4 separate regions of the Mus musculus genome follow, and all the other regions are linked to region 4. The links are chromatin contacts, called in public HiChIP or PLAC-seq and promoter capture Hi-C maps. All regions are on one chromosome and are shown on one strand. The core of a region is the stretch at or near the end of the contact, and the rest is flanking DNA. Distances in the headings are between cores, read along the strand shown. Region 1 overlaps Gm13446 (predicted gene 13446). Region 2 holds the start of Stom (stomatin). Region 3 holds the start of 4930402F06Rik (RIKEN cDNA 4930402F06 gene). Region 4 holds the start of Ggta1 (glycoprotein galactosyltransferase alpha 1, 3).

Evidence for each region. Promoter capture Hi-C pulls out the DNA fragments that hold promoters and counts their contacts. HiChIP or PLAC-seq counts read pairs in DNA pulled down with a chosen protein or histone mark.
Region 1: an HNF4G HiChIP or PLAC-seq map of pancreatic cancer cells shows a contact between it and region 4. The contact joins the enhancer-like site here to the promoter of Ggta1 in region 4. A contact is called at or near these places in 1 of 39 promoter capture datasets (embryonic stem cells), 2 of 484 Hi-C or Micro-C datasets (the N1E-115 cell line and muscle stem cells), 2 of 115 datasets of contacts at active chromatin or transcription factors (extraembryonic endoderm stem cells and pancreatic cancer cells) and 2 of 9 other capture datasets (adipose tissue and liver).
Region 2: an HNF4G HiChIP or PLAC-seq map of pancreatic cancer cells shows a contact between it and region 4. The contact joins the promoter of Stom here to the promoter of Ggta1 in region 4. A contact is called at or near these places in 10 of 39 promoter capture datasets (cranial neural crest, embryonic stem cells, hippocampal neurons and 6 more), 1 of 15 datasets of contacts at CTCF or cohesin (the NIH/3T3 cell line), 2 of 484 Hi-C or Micro-C datasets (embryonic stem cells and natural killer cells), 5 of 115 datasets of contacts at active chromatin or transcription factors (the SCID.adh cell line, bone marrow-derived macrophages, embryonic stem cells and 2 more) and 5 of 9 other capture datasets (adipose tissue, embryonic stem cells, liver and 2 more).
Region 3: a contact with region 4 is called in a promoter capture Hi-C map of embryonic stem cells. The contact joins the promoter of 4930402F06Rik here to the promoter of Ggta1 in region 4. A contact is called at or near these places in 6 of 39 promoter capture datasets (3T3-L1-derived adipocytes, the C10 cell line, embryonic stem cells and 3 more), 2 of 15 datasets of contacts at CTCF or cohesin (CD8 T cells and pro-B cells), 5 of 484 Hi-C or Micro-C datasets (CD4 T cells, CD8 T cells, bone marrow-derived dendritic cells and 1 more), 6 of 115 datasets of contacts at active chromatin or transcription factors (CD8 T cells, the HPC-7 cell line, the SCID.adh cell line and 2 more) and 3 of 9 other capture datasets (adipose tissue, liver and pancreatic islet).

The regions. Positions count from the first base shown.
Region 1 is chr2:35,548,803-35,551,821 of GRCm38.p6, forward strand. It overlaps Gm13446 (predicted gene 13446), which reads right to left. Exons shown (of 4, transcript NR_045894.1): 4 at 732-1,614. Among named protein-coding and RNA genes, the nearest start is that of Gm13446, 8.4 kb to the right of the region's middle. Within about 2 kb of position 1,504, at least 18 of the 459 cell types and tissues checked have an H3K27ac peak or open chromatin away from gene starts, as enhancers often do. A contact at or near this core is called in muscle stem cells and pancreatic cancer cells, where this site is marked.
Region 2 is chr2:35,335,420-35,338,331 of GRCm38.p6, forward strand. Stom (stomatin) reads right to left here and starts at 1,590. Exons shown (of 7, transcript NM_013515.2): 1 at 1,440-1,590. The coding sequence starts at 1,500.
Region 3 is chr2:35,395,866-35,398,809 of GRCm38.p6, forward strand. It overlaps 4930402F06Rik (RIKEN cDNA 4930402F06 gene), which reads right to left and starts at 1,309. Exons shown (of 6, transcript NM_001080709.2): 1 at 1,041-1,309.
Region 4 is chr2:35,460,000-35,462,812 of GRCm38.p6, forward strand. Ggta1 (glycoprotein galactosyltransferase alpha 1, 3) reads right to left here and starts at 1,450. Exons shown (of 8, transcript NM_001145821.2): 1 at 1,196-1,450.

The DNA of each region.
Region 1 (3,019 bases), core at 254-2,753, 89 kb after region 4:
AAACTCCAAAAAATTTTACTATTTTATGACTAGATAAGAAAATGATAAGAAAGCCCACTTTTGGTGTCAAGTAATGGTTTGTATGTTTGTGTGTGTGTGTGTGTGTGTGTGTGTGTGTGTGTGTGTGTGTGTACATGCCTGGGTAAGGGTGCCTTAAAGGCTAGAAGATGATATTGTATACCTTCCTTTTCCATTGAGGCAGTTCTCTCACTGAACCTGGGGCTCACAGGTTCTCAGCTAAGCTGGCGGAAGCCAGCATGTCCCAGCAACCCTCCTACTTCCACTTAGCTCGGCACTGGAGTCACAGGCACCTGTGGGCATCTAGGGATGCCCTCTTTACTAGACGGGTGAAGGGCTGTGTGTCTGCTTCACCACTGGGGTACCAGAGAGCTGCTGGCAAGCAGCTCAGGGGAGACAGAACGCAATCCAAGGATCTCTGACCTGGACAGAAAGAAAGGCTCCAAGGGGCTTTAGACTGGCTGGAATGGCCAAAGTGTTAGAGCTCTCCAAAGGGAAGCTCATGCAGTGTCAGGGTTTCTCCCACTGCCATCATCTCAACGCCAAGGTGGGGAGTGGCTATGACTAACAACAAATGGCAGCTAGTAGCCGCAGCAGCAAGCAGGGGTGAGAGTCCAGCCTGCTGGGCAGATCCGAGGTCCAGCAATGAATGCTTCAGGAGAGAAAACTTCCCCAGAGTCTTACAGCTCAATAAAACAGCCACTCTCAGATGATTCTCAGTGAAATAACTTGTGTACTTTATCCATGTGGATAGGAATAAACATATACATTCCAGGCATAAGGAGGGGTCCAGAGTTAGATGCTTCGTGCTAGCTCAGTCTGGGATGTTAGGCATGCTCTATTTGTGTGGGGAAGGACTTCAGGTGTTGTCCCTATGTGATTGAGGTCCTCTCAATGGGGTGTCATGCTTACCTGTTCCAGGACAGGAAGAGCTTGGCAGGAAGCTGTTTCCAAGCCTGCTATTCTCAATGTTAAGATTCCCTGGGGTTTTAAACCTGCTCAACCTTACTAGTTCTTCTGTCTGCTGGCATGGTCCACTTGTCCCACAGACGGTGCTGGGATCTGCTGCTCGTAATTTCACATCAAATGATCTTAACTTCTGAGCCATCCTGCCCCCAAGAGTTCTGTTTGATTGATCCACAGTCACATCCACTCATTGGGGAGCTGCCCAAAGTTGTTCTCCAGTTACAAATGCAGAACTGAGCAGAGTTACAAAGTCTGAAATATTTACTGCGTGGCCCCTCCAGCATGTAACTTGCCTGCCCTGCAATGGGTCAGCTATGTGGTCTGGCACTCGGAACTTTTTTTTTTTTTCGTGTGTCCAGCCTTCCAAAGGTCCACAGTAAAAGAGCATTTTAAGTCTCTCGCAACGGTGGGCAGACTCCTCACCTGGTAACACTTTGAGAGCCTCTCTCCTATGGCTGGTGATGCCCATGGCTAGTACTCTGGCTGACTCATCCCTGGGTCATTCCTTTGGCATAGTCTTCAGGCAGCATTTGCTGAATCGCACAGACGGCTACTGTTGCTCATCTGGGAAACATAGCAGGCTTCTTGTGGGTTTTCCTGACTGGCTTCGGCGTGACTGTCCAGTACCACCTAGAAGAGAGCAGAGTTTTTGTTCTGGCAGGTAATCTAGCTATGTGTGGGACAGTGTGCCGTGGAGACTGCTAGCTCATGGGATTATGTCCTGGAGGGGGTCTCCAGGGGTTGCTAATCTGGGGACACCTATGACTGTCTTGGATGGTGACCTTGATGCTTGGTGGATGAGAAAAAGGACCTCCACGTTTGCACCATTCCTGTGATGACCTATGTACAGGCTCACTGTCACTGATTATGCCGGGGTTTCCTTTCCAGGACACAAGTCCAGCTGGATCCTGGGATCTCAAGGCAGGCCTCCTGGTTCACTGTGATTTGGGGGATCTTTGAGGACCCCAGACTACCATTTTGAGCCACTTACCCTGGAAAATACTTAAAGCCCCAAACTCTAGTTATTCCTCTCTAGCCAGCTTTTCTGGAAGGACTTGGGACTTTCCACACTGCTCAGTGGCTGAGGGTGTTCACACTGCTCTGTGGCTGAGAGTGTTCACACTGCTCTGGGATTGAGAGTATTCACAGTGCTCTGTGGCTGAGAGTGTTCACACTGTTCTGGGATCGAGAATGTTCACACTGCTCTGGGATTGAGAGTATTCACACTGCTCTGTGGCTGAGAGTGCTCACACTGCTCTGGGATTGAGAGTATTCACACTGCTCTGTGGCCGAGAGCCGGCCCTGGGATCAGCTAGTTGGGAAGGATGGTGACTGGTCCTTCTCAGCAGCACCCCAATGACTGATTTCTTTCTTTGAGAAAATTTTGTTTTGCATGTGTATGTGCGAGTGCACGCATGTATGCATGCTTGTGTGCACAGGCGCACGAAAGCCTCAGGCTGGCTGATGTCACCTGTCTCCCTCGATCAGTCTTTCCACCTTTTCTTAACTTCCTAGTTTCTTACTTAGCACAAACATCTTACTAACCCTGGAGATTTTACCGTGTGGTGAGCCAGCTTGTTCCAAGGATCCTCTGTCTTTGTCCCTGGGTCCTGGGATTATAGGCAAGCTGCCTTGCCTACCTGGTTTTTCACTTAGGTTCTAAGAAGCCGAACTCCTATCCTCATGCTTGCATGACAAGAACCTTACCAGCTGAGACATCTGCCTGCCCAGGACTGGGACGTCTGGGGTCCAAATTGGACTGAACTCTTCCCTCTTCACTCCTGGAGGCAGTGGCTTGCCTCTTCTTTCCTGATCCCTGGTTTTATGGGACAGTGTGGTGGGATTCCCTGAGACTGCTAACTCACAGGCCATGGGAGCCATTGTCCTCTGAAGGAACTCACAATCTGTTTGTGGCATTCCCTTGCTTTTCTACCATCAGGGACAGGGTAGCCTGGTATGGCCCAGGACTTGTTAGATGGTACTGGCCATGAGACTTGAGGCCTTTAAAAGAAACTCCATAATCTAGGAACAGGAC
Region 2 (2,912 bases), core at 340-2,839, 120 kb before region 4:
CAGAGACCAGCACTGAAGAGGCAGACTTGGCACTTTTCTCCTGTTCACATTTTAGAATTACATTTGAATTTTAAGCCTTTGTGACTAAGTCACTAAGTATCAGTTGTGAGGACTCAATAAGATCACATTATAAAACACTTAGGGTAGTGCTTAGCCTATTAAGGGTCAGTTTTGCTATGGCTCTCTTTAATTTTGCTATGCTCCCAGTTGGGGGAAGGGTTAAAGTATGGAGAATGATACACACACAGGCTTTTCTGCATAATCCCGAGGATGGAATCCTGTAGGTTTCCTATTACAACACTCTGGAGCCATCTGAGATCCTCAAGATTCGCCTGAGAAAGAGTTAAAGATGCTTCTGGGCAGGGGGATGGGCGTTAGATGGGAGGCCAGGTTGGCTTTGCAAATAATCCGAATGGATGACAGCTGTCTCCGCAGGATGATGGAAAAGCCCACTCAGCCTCCTAAATCTCTTCCACCGTGTCATTCTCCCTGAAATTCCATCTTTAGAAATAATTCCTTTAGATTAGTAAAGCTCCCAGGAGGATAGCAGGACTCCTGCGAGGTTTATTTTCTCTTACTGGGCATCTCCTGACCCCAAGGAGTTATACAATTTAAAGGCTCAAGGAGGTAGTTCGCTCAAGGGCTCTAATTTTTTTATAGAAGATAGCCTGAGGGCCTGCTAACAGTTCTTGCCTTCAAAACTAGGAAGGCTCCAGAAGAGTGGTGAGCTATTTACCTGGAAGGAGAGATCTCTAAGACAAAAGTGGACACAGTATGGGACAGACAATGGAACTGGAAGGAAAGCCAGGGAGACCTCCTTTCTTCTGCCTATACCGCCTACTGTGTCATAGGTTGAAGCCTAGCCCTTTACTAGGAAATTGATTAGTTTCCCGAAGCTGGGGACGGCAGGAAGAGGGTGGGAGTTCTTCCCTGGTTCAGAGGACTGTGGATCACGTAGGGATTGCTGAAGGCTACTTGTTGGGACTGCTTGCTTCCCCTCCCAGGCGCTGGGGCAGAAAAGAAACAAGAATGAGCAGAGGAGGCTGAAGCTGCAGAAGAGGCGCCTCTACCACTCCTGGCTGCCAGGGTCTGTCCTGGTCTGCGTGCACCGCCCGAGATAAAGAAGCGCTGGTGATAGGCACCTGGCATCTAGGACCCAAAGGATAAGCCAGTTCTTGCCTGCTAGGGTGCCGAGCAATGGATACACGCCCCTGCCGCGCGAGTGCGCCCTCTTGACTGCCATGCAGGCTGCACCCCAGCACCCCCAAATCATCATGTATCAGCCCGAGAACCCAGGAATGAAGAAGACGACGGCTCTGCGAAGCGCACACAGTGCAGTGGAGGCACGCCGGCGGTCTGCGGGGGTTCTCACTGCAGGCGGTGGGTCTCGGGACCCAGAGGGGGGCTTGAAGAGGCTGTGCGGGGGACGAGAGACTCACCTCTGAAGGACTCAGGGATCCGCTGAGACTGGACATGGCTGGACTGCCGTTTGTCAGACATAGTGCTGGAGTCAGAGTCGCTCAAAAACTCGTCAGTTCCCAAAGCCGGAGCTTTACTGAGAGCCGTTAGCAACGAAGGGGCTCAAGCTCTGGTGCAGTCCCGCCCCCAGCTGGCGGCCCGCCCAATAGGTGCCCGGGAATGGAGGAGAAGACACGCCTCTCCCGCCCTCAGAGTGCGTGACCGGAGGGGGCGTGGCCTGAAGGGGGTGTTGGCAGGCAGATACTAGGAGGGTAAGACAGTGAGGCCAGAATGCTTAAGGCCCTGCCAGAGTCTCGCTCCAGCTTCCAGTGGGTTGATCCGAGGAGAAGCTGTGAGAACAGGGCGGGGCTGAGGAGCGGTGCAAGGCATCCTGTGATTCCAGGCATTAGTGAGGGGGAAGGCGTCCTCTTGTAGTGGGGGTCTTGCAGATTGAGGGGCGTGCTGAGGGTGCTGAGTATAGCCTGGTACATCGGGTAGGCAGTGAGAGGAAGGAGTTCGCGTCAATGCTCTTGCCCCAAAGAAGACCAATTTCCAGGCGGTACATTACTTTTTTCAGACAAAATTAACTTACGGAGCGCTTGGCCTCTAGCAGGCGAGGGCCTCCCAGTTGATGCAGTGGGCAGAGGTGGACACAGTGCCAGCCCTCGTGAAGTTTGTATTATACCACAAACAAACAAGCTAAGGGTGTTTCGAAAGCAACAGCACGGAGCCCATTTGATTAATCAAAACCGAAAGGCTTCTTTCTATAAATAAGGATGTGGCCCGTGAAAAATGTCCCCTGAAAGAGCCAACCTTGGAATGGGGGCAGACTTATTCATGAGAGGTGAAAGGTCGGGCCTGGATTCTAAAATTACATTTTACAGTGTCCAGGCTCTGGAGGAAGCACTTGCCAGAACCCTCCCAGTCTCAAGTTGCCTCCCTTGCAGTTTGTAACTGAAAACCTCATGTTTGAAAAATCACTGCTGGTTTTTTTTTTTGTTTGTTTGTTTTTGTTTTTGTTTTTCTCCCTGGACTGTCCCAATGCAAACTGTTCAGGGAAATATTAAGGTACACAAAATAAACTTTTAAAAGGCATTTTATTTTGAATAAACATAGAATCACAGAAAGCTGAAAAGACATTATAGTGGTCACAAGGACCCTCTATTCATGTTACTCCTATAGTTAAATCTGTTTTATGTGCAGTCTCAAAATAGGAAATTGGCCCTGACAGAATAAGTATTCAAATATGCCATTTTATCACATGTATATACATTCTTATAAACACAGTTATAAAGATACAGAGCTAGTTCATCACTGCTGAGAGCTCCCTCTTGGAAACATTCTCTCTCTCTCTCTCTCTCTCTCTCTCTCTCTCTCTCTCTCTGACACACACACACACACACACACAGTATTTGCTGTGTAATTCCAGATGCCTTGTGGTGGTTCCCTCTCAT
Region 3 (2,944 bases), core at 59-2,558, 64 kb before region 4:
GTTGAATATCATAAAAAATTAGTTGAATTAAAAAAAAAAAGAAGTCTAGCTGGGATTGGAGAGATGGCTCGGCAGTTAAGAAACACTAGCTGTTCTTCCAGAGGTCCTGAATTCAATTCCAGCAGCAACAAGATGTCTCACAAACATTTGTAATAAGATCTGATGTTCTCTCTGTCATGTACACACACATGCAAATGCATCACTTATATACATAAATGAATAAATCTTTTTAAAAAATGTTTATCATGTGTATATATCTGGTTTCATAGATAAAGTGGAATGGGCCAGCAAGATGGCTCAGTGAGTGAGGGTGCTTGCTGCTAAGTCTGAGGACCTGAGTTCAGTCACTGAGACCTACATAGTAAAACAACAGAACTGATTCCCTCAAGTTGTCCTATGACCTCTAAAGGGGACCTCCACACAAATAAGATATAACAAATTTAATAAAGCAGAAAATGGAGCAGAAATCAAATTTAACCCAAAATTTCCAAATTCAATTTAGAAGAAAATGATTAATAGAGAAATTTAAGAACTTTAACAAATGCCAAACCAAAACCAAAACAAAACAAAACAGAAACAGAAACAACAACAACAACAACAACAAAAAACCCAAAACCCAAACCAAAAAAGACAACATCAAAATAAAAGCCATGCACAAAAAGCAAATTGTTCTAATGGCAGTCATTTCCAAGGTCCCAAGACTAACAGTCCCACAGGAAAGTTTTAAAACCCCCGATGTCAAGCCTACACCAAGACAACTGAACAGCAGCAATCTTTGGATGGGATCCAGATGTGAATATTCTCAATCCAGGAAATTCCAAGATGCAGCCAATTGTAAATTGTGAATAAATGTTGTGTCCCTTGCCACTAAGAAAGACAAAAACTCCGTTGGGCTGCCTGTGGATTCTGGAGACGGTGTTCCACCACAGGGAGTGTCCGACTGTCTCCTGTCCACCTGATAAATATACAAAGCAGTAAGCTGCCCAAGAAACCCTGGAGGAGGTCGTCAAGTGGTCGCCGCTACTGGGATGCTTTCTTACCCAATGGATGCTGATGACCAGTGTCACCTATAAAGTTGAGTAGCCCAGAGAGGGGTGGGACAGGTTGTTGAAGGCTATAGCTCCCCTTGATAGAGCAGTTGAAGCAAGGGCCACTGAATTCCAGATCACTTCTTGGTGTGTGTTGTGTTGCTACCACCAAAATACCGAAGCTGGGTGCTTTACAAAAAGAAAAAAAAATGTTCCTCCAGCTCCAGATGTCCCAGAATCCATTCAGTTTCTGTTGAAAACCATGTGGCAGTCAGCCAGAGGCACTGTGTGGAGCGGAGCATGGGTTTGAGTGGTGGAGGGGAGCTGCCAGGCTTGCTAACAACCATGTCACAGAAGCCCATCTCCAGAGCGACAGCTCACTCATAGAAAAGCATTAATCCCTAGTCAATGCCTAACACAGCACTATCCACTGGAACCAAACCTCAGTGTGAACTCCACGGGGAGAACCACATCTCAACCATACCACACCTACAAACAGTAGCACCCTTGGCGCACATAAGCAATGTGTCTCTCCTCTAAGTCAGCGTTAAGATTCCCTCCTACTTCCCTTATGCCTTCTTTATTAACTGTGGTATATGTAGGGTTGATTTCTACCTGTTTATTTGATAAACTGCACAGTACACCTACAGCACCACTAAGCTATAGAGCTAGTTCCATTTATATGAAGGATCAATAGCATTTATACAAATGACGCTGCCTTTAATAGCACCAAAAAGAATGTTTTCATCACTCCAGAAACTGGTTCTCTTTGGAACTCCTGCCCCCTGGTGTCCACGAGAGGGAACTGCTTTGTCTTAGCTCTGGTTTCTAGGGAGGAAGTGGAGCTTTAGAGTTTCCCACACAGGCAAACAGATAAATCTGTTAGTGAACTCTGAAAGAGTGTAATTCCAGCCGCTCCAAGATTGCCACGAATGACATTTCTTGAGATGGGGTGAAGTTTGCCACCCTGTGCAAGTGTGAATCACTTAGCAGTGCCCTTGTATCCACCCACTACATGCCAGTAGCACCCACACTCACGATCCAGTTAGGACAAGCAAAAAAAAAAAAAAAAAAAAAAATGCAAATGCAGCCACTGTCATTGCCAAGTGGCTGCGAGGGCTGGAAGGGAGATGTGAGCTGAGAGCCGCTGATGTGCTGCTGTGGGGAGACAAGGAGGCCAGGACTTACTGCCCTGCGAGCAGCACGGAACCCTGTTGGCCATGGCACTGGCATAGAGCCTCAACCTGAACCCAAGCTGAAACCCCGAGGTCGCAGCTTGTGAACCACAGGGAAAAGGTTCTGTCTGCTGGACCACAGATGGAAATGCTAGTAGCAGGGATGTGAGAGAGCTGGTCCCATCTCCAGTCGAGAAGCAGAGAGATGCTGATGCTCTGCCTGCCTTCTCCTTTGTATTCAGTCTGGGACCCCACATTGACTGGTGCCATCCAGTTAGAATGAGCCTTGTTACCTCTGTCCACCCAACCTAGCAACTCCCTTGTAGACAAGCCCGATGTCTGTTACACTGGGAGGGAGTGGGGAGCATGCCTAGGCTGGAAAGATGGCTCAGCTGATAATGTGTCTGCCACGTGAACACTAATCTGATCCCAGAGAACGCCCATAAACTGTCTAGGTGTGAGGGCATGCCACTGGAACTCCAGGGCTGCTGTTGTGAAGACTGCAGACCATGACCTGCAGCTTGGAGTCCAGCCAGTCTATCCAATCAGCAAACTCCACTCAAGTTCAGTGCCTGTTAGCCTAGCCAATCGGCAAGCTCCATTCAGGTTCAGTGCTAGCCAGTCTATCCAATCAGCAAACTCCACTCAAGTTCAGTGCCAACCACTCTAGACAGTCAGTGAGCTCCGTTCAGGGGTAGTGAGACCCTGGCTCAAAAGATAGGGTAGAGAACAATTGAGTTA
Region 4 (2,813 bases), core at 200-2,699:
CAGAAAGCATATTCACTTCAAAAAATAATATTTATACCTGAACTGCACCTGTTGAAATGCTCAGCCCCACCCACTACCTCTTCCCTTCCACTCTCCCCAGCCCTTCCCCCCAGAGTCATGCCATCTGTTCCTTAGTCGTTTTCTTGCCATGGTGGGAGATGCTGAATAGAAAGTGAGCAACCAGGTTGTGGTGGCATACGCCTTTAATCCCAGCACTTGGGAGGCAGAGGCAGGGGAATTTCTGAGTTCGAGGCCAGCCTGGTCTGCAGAATGAGTTCCAGGACAGCCAGGGCTACACAGAGAAACCCTGTCTCAAAACAAAACAAAACAAAACAAAACAAAACAAAACCACACACTCCAAACAAACAAACAGGAAGCACACAAGCCTTAGAGGCTGGCTGGAGTGCATTCCAACCTCAGATTCAATCCAAACCCTGAGCACCCATAAACCAGTGACTTGGCTTCTCCCAACTTTGATTTCCTTCTCTATAAATCCAGCCAACAGTGCCAAGCTTATCCTGTTAGGCTGGGGAACCTAAGAGACCCATGTACACTAAAAGTTTCACCAAGACCCAGAAGTGCACAGGGAATAAAACCCATGGTCAGCCCCTGGCTCAGAAGTGTCAGAAACCGGGCAAATGGCTGCTCAGAGTCAGTATGGCCAGTGCAAGGCGGCCTTTCCTGCTCTGTGACTGAGAAAGCTTCCGGTAAAGTTTAGCCACAGGGGGCCATTGACAGTAATCAATTGATCTCCCGCCTTCTGATCTCAGGCATTCCACTGAAAACTGACCCTAATCACAGGGAATGGGGACAGGAGGCCTCCCCAAAACATCCTCTTGGGGCGTTCCTAACACAGAAAGTAGAAATAAAAGAATCGGTTCTATGTAGTAAGATCACAGGAGCAGGAGCCAGGGTCTCCAGGTACCCCTCCTAGGCCATTTGGGGCCTGCGCCAATACTCAAAGTCCCTGGAACCAGGTAATCCCAAGTGAAGTGTTCAGCCCTGCATTTAGTCACCAGACACCTGTTACTTGCAAAAGATAGCTTGGACCCGCACGCGGCTCCCATCAGGAAGAAGCAACTACTCCCAAAAATAACTGTAAGGAAGCACTATCAAAAGGCAGAGACTCCCGTAGTCCTGATGCCCCAATCCCTGGACAACCCGAGCCATGGCGAGCCCCCTCGCCTTTGCCTACCCAGAGCCTGAGAGCGCGAGGTCTTCAGCAGAATCGGTACTTCTCATTCCAAGAAGAGTCTACAAGGGAAGGTGTCAGCCAGCTAAGAAAAGGCAGGGCTAGGGCTCCACCCAGAATCTCCAGCCTCCTAAGACACACCTATCTACCTCCGGGCGAATGAAAGAGGCAGTCAGATCTGTTCTGGGGCCGATAGTGGCCCAGACAAGCAAAACTACAAAAATAAGAGTCCCTGGGGTCCTTCCTGAGGGAGGAGCTAGTGGCGTTGACATCCCCGCCCTCCTAGCCTCTTCCTGGCCCCCGCAGCAAGGAGGACAGCACTCTCTCCAGTCTCTGTTCTCTCTCCTCCGCGCCCCCCCCCCACAACATTATTTCCCGCTTTGCTGTTTCTTGGATGATTTTCAAGAGTTTGTGCAATCGCATATGTATGAAAATGCCATAATGAAACACAGTACTTTGCATGCAAAATAAATATAAAATAATAAAACGTTTGTGTGTGTGTTTTGTTGAGAGGTTCCCCTGCCATCTTCAAACACTTGATGGTGTCTCCTTGCAGTGGGAACGAGGTGGTTTGAAAAGTTGTGACGAGATTACCTCCCATCACCCAACACAGCAAAGTTAGTGCCTGAGACTTTGCCCAGGCTTGATTTTGGCTTGGTCCTTCCTTCACTGTTAGGAGTCTGTCTGTCTCTCAAATTCGAGTGTCTCTCACTTTGCCCCTACCTGCACCCCTTTTCCATCTTGTCCATAAGAAGAGCCAACCCGCCCTGTCCTAACTACAGTAGGAAAAGACACCTCCTGCTTTCTACACTCACTGGTTAGTACCGGTGGTCCCAGGATCTGATCTGCCCTACTCGCCCTGCCCTGCCCTGCCCTGCCCTGTGCTGCCCTGTGCTGCCCTGAATATCAGCTATTCGGATAGCGAGGGAAGGTGGCGGGAGACCCCAGTAAGCAAACAGATGCAGCGACACTGTTCAGGGTGGGACAGAGCCTAGAGTTCAGAAGTGGATACAGAGGAAATGATCGAGTGACCAGGACAAAAGCAAGGACCGAGGTAGGGCTGGGCCGGAATAGCGGCGCTCCCGCTCGCCCACACCTCCTCCCCACTGAAGCCCTCGCGTGGCTTCAGTGTCAGACGCCCGGCGGGACCCACCTGATCCGCAAAAGCAGGCCGGGTGTGTGTTGTCTGCTGCGCTGGAGACGGGACCACGCGGGCGGGCGGGCGGGCGGGCGGCGCCCTGCGCTGTAGGAGACCCGGCCGCTGCTCTGTCCGGGTGTGTCGGGTGGGGTGCGCGCCTCTGGCCCCTGCAGAGCTCGGCGGCCTAGGGCGCAGGCAAGTGGCGTGCGCCGACCCGAGGAGTGGGAGCCTAGAGAGTCCACTCCCACCCCCACCCCCAACACAACGTCCGGCGTGATGCACGTGTGATGCATCGGGTGTCCCTCACTTTACCCCAACCTGCACCTCTTTCCCATCTGTGGGAGGAGTGATGTTTCATCTCCACTCAGGCAGAAAAAAGCCTGAAACCAGCAAAAAAAAAAAAAAAAGAAAAGAAAAAGAAAAAGAAAAGAAATCGCTCACGGCCGCCTGTGTCTTCTGACCTGCCCATGGTGATAGGGGCTG